2 separate regions of the Gossypium hirsutum genome follow, and region 2 is linked to region 1. The links are chromatin contacts, called in public Hi-C maps. All regions are on one chromosome and are shown on one strand. Each heading gives the region's core, a stretch centred on a gene start, on an enhancer-like site or on the middle of the called end of the contact. The rest is flanking DNA. Distances are from core to core; before and after follow the strand shown.

Region 1 (5,253 bases), core at 979-3,478:
GAACGGCCGCTTTGTACGTTTTGGGAAGATTACATAGTCGGTTCATTGGCTTTCTGCGTTAGAGGTTGGCGAATCCAAGAGACAAAACGGTGTGGTATTCGCCGTTGGGAAGTGGTGATCTAGCAGAAGATAGTCCCAACAAAAGCGATCATTGGTTAGAGTCAGGTTCTGCCAAATCTTAAGTCTAAATCTTAGGAGCTGGTGGTCATAAGCGTCCTCTTCCACTATAACTGACTTATCTTGCTCGAGAAGGCTTACTTAAAAGCCAATGATTGAACCCAAGGCAGAACGAGACAACCGGAGGCTGGAATCTCGCCACATAAGAAACTTTCTTTTTCCTAACTCTATTTATTTTTCCTCATTTTAATTTCTGCAATTTATTTAATTTCGCAATTTCAATTCACTTTAAATTCTATTTTTATTTTTCTAGATTTTTAATTTTATTTTTTTTATTTTTCAGGAACGCAGGTTTTCTTGGCCAAGAAATTGTCCAGGATTTCAAGAAACGAGAATTCGTACAATCCGATCCCTGAGGATTCGACCCTACTTCCCCTTTACTGTTATTTTTACTATTATGTAATTTCAAGAGTGGGTACATATCTAGCCACTACTCCCCCCACAATTTTGAATGCTTTTATTGATTACATATTACTTTCAAAATCTTGGGCCACTCCTAATTTTATGACCTATTTTTTGATTATTGATAGACATTGAATTATATATATAGGTTAATATCTGGATATTGTCAATATCATTAAAAAAAATTATATATGTATTTATTTTTAATTTTTATTTATTATATCTTACATTCATTATACCAAATATTTTCTATTATATATATGTGGATTATTATGTTATTCAAGTGAAATAAAAATAATAATAAATAAAGTTATTTTAAAAATTCTTAAATTTGCTTGTGAATTTTTTTAATATTTCTTTTACCGGTAGTACACTTATGATCTTTATTTTTGAATATGATTATCAAAATTAATGAGTAGGTCATATACATGTGTTTTATCATGATATGTTAAAGGATGTTCAAACTCTTACATTTTTTTTTCTTATTCTTTAATAATACTTATAATATGTTATATCTTGCATTTCCAGGTCATGTGCTTCTTCAAGCACCTTGTTACATCGAGTAATAGAATTTTGATGAAGTAATTAAATAAATTTTTTTGAAAAAAAATCTCATTAGTCTCAAAAATAAAATTACTTTATAAAATATATCTTCTGACTCAAGAATTGTTTTGTTTCAACTCTAATCAGTTTCGATATCGTAAGCATATTACTTATAATGCTCTTTGTGCGGAATCTGATTTGATTTGAAATTTATGGATCATATTTTAGGCATATGTCCTTTTACGAGAGAGGTATAGATATCCTTGCGGATTAATAATATGCAATCAGATTTCTTTTTTATTCCTTTCTGGCAGTGGTTAGAACGTAATTGTTGGTCTAGGGAGTTGTTGAGTTTCAAATGCTTCCATGGGATATGATTACATTTATCTTATGGGGTTTATGGAAGTGTCAGAACAAGCAAAATTTTCAAGGAATATTGAGTTCACCACAAGAAGTGCTAGCATATGCATGAAATTTCATTTGAGATATTGAACGAGCGTGGCTATCCCTAGTTTCACGTATCCATCAGGGTCCTCATTGAATCGCTTGGAAGCCTCCTCCGCTAGGTTGTTCTCCTTCGCTAGGTTGTTTTTTGTTGAATACTGATAAAACAGTAAGGGTTAATGTTACGATTTTAGAACTTTAGTTTGACAAATCACACACTCAGTTTAACTTTTGAAAGATCATAATCTTAAATTTTTATTTATAGTTAAACTTTCTTAAATTTAAAAATATAAATCAAATTATATTAATGGCTGAGATTAATTTACATCTACAATAAAAAAGTCCTAAAGTATTTAAATTCTCTATATTTTAATCTTAAAGATTTATGATAATTATCTGGGTGAAAATACACATGAATGAAGTATTTACAATTTTATCAAAATTCAAAGTAAATGTACCTTGAGCCGCTTCTAAACAATAAATCAATTTTGTCGGACGGATTGACTCTAATAAGTAAGAGGGATCAAAGTGTGCGTTTGTGAGTGGATTCAAAGGTTGACTGTGAATGTTACCAATAGTATGCGTTTCTAATTTTTTCTTTTTGTAGAAAAAAAAAATATCGTTATTACGCGGTTACATCGTGCCCCCGTCGATACCAGAATCATTGTCTCTCACTCTCTCTCTCTCTGCTTACTTAAAGTTTAACCCTTTTGTCTTTGTTGGCCTCCCCCACTTTTAACCCTAGTTACCCTATTAACCCCGGACCCTGAGCCTAAGTTCATTCAACCTTCTTCCTTCATCAATGTCCACTCTCTCCCTTCATTTTTATTATTATAAATAGGGACCCCCTTCCCTTCTGTCTCTGTACTCTGTCCCCAAGAGAGTAATCCCTTTTCCTTTCAAAATCAAATCATTTTCCCTTTTAACTATTAAAATCGCCATTTTTTAATCTCTCTTTTAACTACCTTTCTTTCTTTTCCTTCTCTATTTTGATTCAAGAACCTCAAGATTGTTTTTTTTGGGTAGTTTGGGGTTTACATTTCAAAAACCCAGAAAGATAACATATATAATTTCTGGGATTTCGAGAAAATTTACAATTCCACGAATTTAAGGTTGTTTCTTTGTTGTTGTTGGATTTTGGGTTTGGGAAATGGTGGTGAAGATGATGAGGTGGCGACCATGGCCGCCTCTGGTTTCGAAAAAGTACGAGGTGAAGTTAATTGTAAGGAGATTAGAAGGGTGGGATCTGAAAAGGGAAGGTGAGGAGAAGCCGGAGAAATTAACGGTGGAGATTCGATGGAAAGGTCCAAAGGCTTCGCTTGGTTCTTTAAGGCGAACGGTTAAGAGGAATTTCACTAAAGAAGTCGACGGCGGCGTTGGCCAGAACGGCGTCATTATATGGGATGAAGAGTTTCAAACCCTTTGTAGCTTATCGGCTTATAAAGACAATGTCTTTCATCCTTGGGAGATCGCTTTCTCTGTCTTGAATGTAAGTCTCACAAGAACATGTTTCTTTGAAGAGTTAAGTGTTTTTGGCCTTTTGGGTATTCAATTTATTACTCTTTGATTTTGTTTGGTATGTTATTTTGGTTGTTCAATTGGTCTGAAATTGAAATGAAGATTTTTTTTTATCTGATCCATGTTTTTATACAAATCCATAGAATAGAATTTAGTTTCGAACCAGTTTTGCTATTCATCTGATTGTTTTGTTTCCTTATGACTGTTGACTATAGGACAGTTGGACATGTTCTGAAACATTGCTAATTTTATTCCATAGGAAACATCAGAAACAGCTGTTTCCATCATTGGTTTTCTTGTTTGACTTACTAATTCTTCTGTCTGATCTTTTTGATTGGTCTAAATTATGGAAGGTTATGTTTTTCTTTTATCATCGTACTGTTGTCCGTTTCAAGAGGTTATCTTTCTCGATACAGGGGCTGAACCAGGGACCAAAGAACAAGGCTACTGTTGTTGGGACGGCATCGTTGAATCTTGCTGAATATGCATCTGTGGCTGAAGATAAAGAGTTTGAGATAAAAATACCGCTCACACTTTCCACTGGTGCCGCTGAGCCAAGTCCCCAACTCTACGTATGTGCCTCTTGCGAAAGTTTCTTTTTTTTTTCTTCATTCGGAGATGTATGTTTTTTTTTCATGTTATAATTATTAAGTTGTTATTCATCCTGTAGATATCACTTAGCCTGTTGGAACTAAGAACTACTCAAGAAACCAGTGAGCCGGAACAGAGAGCTGTAGTGCCTATTGCATCACCTCTTCAGTCTGGAGAAAGTGTCACAATGGAAAAGGATGAGCTTTCTGCGATTAAAGCTGGTCTTAGAAAAGTGAAAATCTTTACTGAGTACGTTTCTACTAGGAGAGCAAAAAAAGCTTGTCGAGAGGATGAAGGTAGTGAAGGAAGGTGTTCTGCTCGTAGTGATGATGGTGAGTATCCACTGGACACCGATTCACTAGATGATTTTGAGGAAGTAGAATCGGACGAGGTAAAGGATGACTCCACCATTAGGAAGTCATTTAGTTATGGTACTCTGGCACATTCGAATTATGCTGGGGGATCATTTTACTCCAGCGTGGGGATCAGTGAGGATTGGGTGTACTACAGCAATCGGAAATCAGATGTCGGCTGCTCAAACTTTGAGGATTCTGCTGCATTGATGTCAGAGCCATCGCTTCTGCAGACTTCGAAGCGCAGTATTTTGCCTTGGAGAAAAAGGAAGCTGAGTTTCAGGTCTCCTAAAGTGAAAGGGGAACCACTGTTAAAGAAAGCCTATGGAGAAGAAGGTGGAGATGACATTGATTTTGACCGCCGTCAGCTTAGTTCTGATGAATCGCTTGGGGTAAGAATAATTCATTGATATTTTAGTTCAATTCACATGTAAACTGTCTGATCATCATTTAACTTATTAATCCTGAATTTCGTTGAGTATTTTAAGTTCTGAATTTAGCTGCCATTTGTCTTGGCAGTGGCACAAAACTGATGAAGATTCATCTGTAAACCGTACATCAGTTTCTGAATTTGGGGAGGACAATTTTGCGGTTGGCAGTTGGGAACAGAAAGAAGTGGTAAGCCGTGATGGACTCTTGAAGCTTCAATCCCATGTCTTCTTTGCTTCTATCGATCAAAGGAGTGAGCGAGCCGCTGGTGAAAGTGCATGTACAGCCCTTGTTGCTGTTATCGCTGATTGGTTTCAGAAAAACTGTGATTTGATGCCCATTAAGTCTCAATTTGATAGTTTGATAAGAGAAGGCTCATTGGAATGGAGGTACCTCTGTGAAAACGAAATCTATAGGGAACGGTTCCCTGACAAACACTTCGATCTCGAGACAGTTCTACAAGCTAAAATACGTCCTCTTTCCGTAGTGCCAAGGAAGTCCTTTATCGGGTTTTTCCATCCTGAGGGGATGGATGAGGGACAATTTGACTTTTTGCATTGTGCAATGTCATTCGATAACATCTGGGACGAGATTAGTCGTGCAGAATGTCTGAACAGTGCTGAACCTCAGGTTTTCATTGTTAGCTGGAATGACCATTTTTTTATCCTGAAGGTTGAACCAGAAGCTTATTATATCATCGACACATTAGGAGAGAGGCTTTATGAGGGATGCAATCAGGCTTACATCTTGAAATTTGACCGTGATACAATAATCCACAAGCTACAACCGAATGTTG
Region 2 (5,253 bases), core at 1,610-4,109, 270 kb after region 1:
AAAGAACCTTTGACTCCTGAGGCTCCTTGATTATTGCTTTCTGCAAAATAAATAAATTAATTAATTTAAAATTGCATGCTTAAAATATTTTAGATGAGAGTAATCAAGATAACAAAATCAGACTGTACAAACAGGACCCGTACAAGCTAAAATGTACAACATCCAACTATATACCATCAATCTAAGGATCTTCAGCAACAAGTTATAACAGAATTCCTTTTATGGAATACCGTAGAGTGAGCAAACTAAAATGCTTACTCTTCAAGTTACATAACCTTTTCCATCACAGGAACTTTATGTTAGATAAAAAGGTCCTTACAGGAATGTATGTTTCTGGGTAGTGAGAAATAAACTAAGAATTAAATTTACATCTACATAATTACAGAAGATTCCGAAATCCAATTTTAAACCAACAATTTGCAAATGTGCCTATCTCTGATCTTTATCTTTCTGGTGGAAAATCTTAAGATTCCAAATCATGATTAACCATTTGTATATCATGATGATATTATGTTTTAGTTATCCTAAAATAACTGATTGGTCAAAGGGAAAGGAATAAATTACATTATAATATCTGATCTTTCCACAAACACTTCAACCTAATTTCTCTTCTCAACAGTGCTTAATCAGTCAGAGTATATGCTTCCTAATAGGGAATTTTGATATCTTATGATACATCTTAATTCAAATTATATGCTTCCTAATAGGGGATTTTGATATCTTAGATACATCTTAATTCAAAAGTAAAAGAAGGAACATGTAACTAATCGCCAAGATACTACCCACTATTAGGGGTTGATTAAAGGGCATCTGCTACAAGGAAGCAATAGAACTGAAAGAAGGAAACCAATTTTGCCAGCCTTCAGATATGAATGCATGCTTTTTGCAATGGTAATTCCTGCATCCATATCCAAATATATGAACCAATTGATTAACCAGGCAATTTTAAAGCAGTCATTGTATCATCTTCCCATTAAAGAACAAGGCGTGTCTACATATGCCACAGGATTCAGCCTTTAAAAGCCATAACTACCATGTTTATTTTAGAGGTAAATGAGTTATAGAAGGCCCTATTATCTAAATATTATCACAATTTTCATCTTATTATTTTAAATCATAAAATATACAATTCAACCTAGCCACCAACATGTTAATTTGAAGCACAACATCCTAGAAGCAAAATATGAAATTGAAACCAATAAAAATTCCCAGCCATGGCATGAGAAGCAACCAAAACCTTCATTAGTATGAGCATGACTATTACAAGCCCAATTAAATGCATTTAAAAAATAAAAATTCAAGCATCTTAAAAAACTCGAATGAACTCATGAGATTATCTAACATTTTGTTCTAATTTACAATTTCAGTATCCTAAAAATTTCAATTTTCTAACCATTAAAGAATTGTGCTGATAATGCGAAAGTGTTGTACTCTTTAGGTGTCATTGCACCAAGCGCTACTGTTGTAGAGCTACGCACCCTCAAGGTTTTGTCCCCCAGCTCTGAAGCAAGCCTGGATAGACCACTTGCACCTAAACAAGCAAACCACGGGCTGCTGGAAAGCAAGAGCAGATGGTGCCATGATCCCTAAAAAGTAAGCATATTGGGAGACTTGAACCGATTGGGAGACTAGAGGTCATGGATTCAAGTCTCCACATAAGCTCGCTTTTTAGCGACCATAGCATCGTGTGCTCTTGCTCTTCATGTCATGGTTTCACTTGTTCATACATCAACAAAACTAGGGACAACGTTGAGCGAGCATCGCTCTCCAACAGTTACCCGTCAGCCCAACAGCACCAAAGAGAACAATACCTTGTTATCAGCAAGATGCTCTAACATTAACTACACCGCGCATTCATCACTGTTTCCTTCATTCAACCAAAAAGAGAATTCTGGAACTAAAAAGCCCTGTATTAAGGAAATAAACCCAAAAAGAACTGACACACCAATCATAAACATTGAAAAGAAAAACAAGCCAAATAACTGGGAAAGAAAGGTAGCGCTAAGGGTTTAAGTCTCAGTCTAGAAAAAAGCAGGGAAAACAAAAGAACTTACCAAACTGGACTTAACTTTCTCCACAAACTCACTATTCTTAAACCCGCCAAAAATTTCCACCGACGCATTTTTCTTCTCAAACTCCCTTAACCTTGTCTTCAATGCCCGAATTGGTTCCCAATCCCCAAATTGCCCTTCCTCTGTAAACCTCGCCCTCCTATCTTTCTTAAACTTATTAAATTCAACAATTCCATACATATCCTCTTCCTCGGTCTCGTCCACCTCCGCCACAATCGCGCTCCTTATCCTTGACAAGTCTATCCCTAACTTCGCTCTCGGCCCCCATTTCTCCATCACTCTCCTGCTAATCTCCGGCGCCGAGTAAACCCTCCGGAACTCCGATATCTTAGGCTGCAACTTCTTCATGAAGTCAATTTCCGATGATTGCCGGATCGCTGGTACCGAAAAAGTTGGAGTCGCGGATTGTATTAAGTTTTCAATTTCCCTGTCAAAACTCGCTGCGAGGTTCTTGAACGTGTTGGCTCGGTCCTTCATAAGCTGCAAATCCGCGTCGGCCGAGTCACGGACCTCTCTCCAACCTTTCGAAATGAACGAGAAAGCACTGGAATTCGACGTCGTCGTCGTCGCCACCGCCGCCGCTGCCGTAGTTTGAGACCCCTTGTCCATGGCGAGCAAATTCAGCTAAGATTTTCAATATTCCGTTAACAGAGAATTTTTCTTTAACCTGAATTCTTCTCTTTTGGGGATTGACACTTTGCAGAGGCGAGAAAGGAAAGAGAACGAGAAAGGGAGAGAGAGAGAGACAATGAGGATTTAACGGCTAAGGTTTTGTGCTCAAAGAACAAGTAGTAGGAACTGACACGTGGAATTCCACATAGGAATAGTGAGATGGTTCAAGAGATTTCCCTGCTTACGTGGTGACTGTCACGTGTAAATATGAGGTGGCACGTTTTGATTCGTTTGTTAGGATCTTCTTGGAGATGGATAATTAATGGAATATGCTTAGAGGAGCCGATTCCTTGCGGGAATCTGCATTGAACCCGATTGTGATTTTGTACACGTGGTCCATTTTGGTTGGCTAAGGCCCAAGATTTCCACCTTCCTTGTCCAACTTTCCCTTTATTTTCCATGCCTTGCTGGTGTGACTTTTCCTGCTATCCTATCTAACCATGCTTCCTTGATGTAAACAACCGATTACTCAGTCAGATTAAAAATGAACTGATTTTTGAACAAGTCGTAGTTAAATCGATTAAACCAATTTATAATTTTTTTAGTATCAATAATCAATTAATAGATTAAAACCGAAGACATTATATTATAACTATAATATCAACGTTTAAAATTTTATCATTAATAAAAAAATAAATATTAAAGGCTAAATTTAACAGTTAAACAGGTGTCTATCTGAGATCAATCTGGAAAATTTTAGCGTCTCTAATTCTGTATTACATTTTTCTGAAATTTTTAGATTTTACGAAGCGGACAAATATATAGAATGCAAAGCAACTGGAAAGGGCTATCCCAAATGCCATATGGGAGATTAGTGGCCATCGGATTCCCGCTAGCAATTGTGGGCAGCTGCCAATGTGATCCCACCAAGGTTGTCAGTTTTTGACCTTCATCCACCCTTCATGCAAATCACGATCCACATGTTTCTTTACCACTTAAAACATTCCACTTTTCAAAATTACCCTTTATGACTACTCAAAATTTGAAACATGTAACATACTAAACAACATAAAATGAAATGACAATCAAGCAAAGTTAGCAGACTCAACCCAACACATGGGGTGTAAACCTCTTAGACAAGCAAAACTGCATTTATACACCCGTCGTTTTCTGGGTTATTTGTTACTTGAGCATATTTTCCTGCACGCATATCGGAACCGATTAGAATAAGCGCTAGAACAATAAAGAAAAACACGAATATTGGTCAAGGAGGATATTTACCCCAAACAACTTTCCCAGCTGGCGTGACCAAACCCAATTCACTTACATTCACCTGAATTCGACATGAAGAAAATGAGTATCAATAATGCTAGGTAAACAGATGTCATACCAAATGATTTTGAATGGGAAACAAAGAATTTACCTCGATGATTGTTCCTTTGGTCATGACACCAAGAGATGTATACATTGGACCATTGGGATTTTTCTTTACCCCAATAATGTCGAGATTGAAGGTGCACTTGAGCTCAGGATGTGTAACATCAGCTTTAGTAAATCGCAATCCTGAAGGACGGATGAAACGCTCATATTTTGGAGGCTTTCTTGTAAAACCAGGTCCTACAAATGTGCACTTTGTAACCATTCTCTTCCATTGCTTTGCTGCAAGAGAAGAAAACCATAAATAAATTGGACAACCAAACTCTGGAAATAAAGATTGTGTTTCTTTAATGGTTGACATGACAAACAGAATAAGCTAAATTGTATATACTCACTTTTTCTTTTACCAGTTCTGAGCACCTTAAACATCTCATCTTCTGCGACCGGCCTGACCTAAAGAGGTACAAAAGTTCAAAGTCAAACAAATGTAACTATGAGAACCGTTAAGACCAGAATACAAAAGAAAAATCGAGAAAGAACATATTAAGATATAACAAACAGAAAAGTTCGGAAGTCTTATTACCTTGGGAATAGGGACCTCCCATTTTCCGGCTTTCTCTTTCCTCTTTTGCTTTATGGTATTGCTAAGAACCTAGGGCAAAGCATAATGTTATATATATTGATTGACATAAATATAGGTACTAAAGAAACAACCTCATTTATAAGCATACCTTAGCACGTGTGGTATTTTCACGATCCATAAGATAGGCAGGAATAGCTCCATCTTGGACTTCGTCATCAACCTTACGCCTAGTTGATGATTCCTCATGCATAGCCAATCTGTTCTTGACATGATGAAAATATAATTCTCGGTTATTACATAACTAACAAAGAAGAGACCAGAACTGATGAAGAAATAACAGCTCTTTGAAACAAGGTCACGCTTTAAAACAAGAAATTCATGTCTCAAAGGTAGGTTTCAACTCATGTTTCAAATCCTTTGGTGTAAACAAAACAATATAAATTATAGGTGTGTTTTTCTAATTCATTTACATGTTTGAAGTAATTCTAAAAGAAATTCTCAGGGAAAATCAGAAGGCAATATCTAATACCATTCAATCTCTTCTCTAATACCACCATTCATAAATGCATTTTAACCATTCCAAAATACATGCACTGACAACCGGATATG

Evidence for each region. Hi-C and Micro-C count contacts between places; a contact is called where the count stands out from the background.
Region 2: a contact with region 1 is called in a Hi-C map of leaf, with 2.0 times the contacts expected there. The contact joins the promoter of LOC107925636 here to the promoter of LOC107925661 in region 1. A contact is called at or near these places in 3 of 34 Hi-C or Micro-C datasets (hypocotyl and leaf).

The regions. Positions count from the first base shown.
Region 1 is chrA01:115,360,171-115,365,423 of Gossypium_hirsutum_v2.1, forward strand. LOC107925661 reads left to right here and starts at 2,229. Exons shown (of 4, transcript XM_016856371.2): 1 at 2,229-3,055; 2 at 3,501-3,656; 3 at 3,755-4,420; 4 at 4,548-5,253. The coding sequence starts at 2,717.
Region 2 is chrA01:115,630,190-115,635,442 of Gossypium_hirsutum_v2.1, forward strand. It overlaps LOC107925636 (digalactosyldiacylglycerol synthase 1, chloroplastic), which reads right to left and starts at 2,860. Exons shown (of 7, transcript XM_016856341.2): 1 at 2,055-2,860; 2 at 8-40. The coding sequence starts at 2,681. LOC107925637 (ribosome biogenesis protein NSA2 homolog) reads right to left here. Exons shown (of 9, transcript XM_016856342.2): 4 at 4,793-4,901; 5 at 4,645-4,713; 6 at 4,457-4,514; 7 at 4,108-4,343; 8 at 3,966-4,017; 9 at 3,396-3,884. The coding sequence ends at 3,817.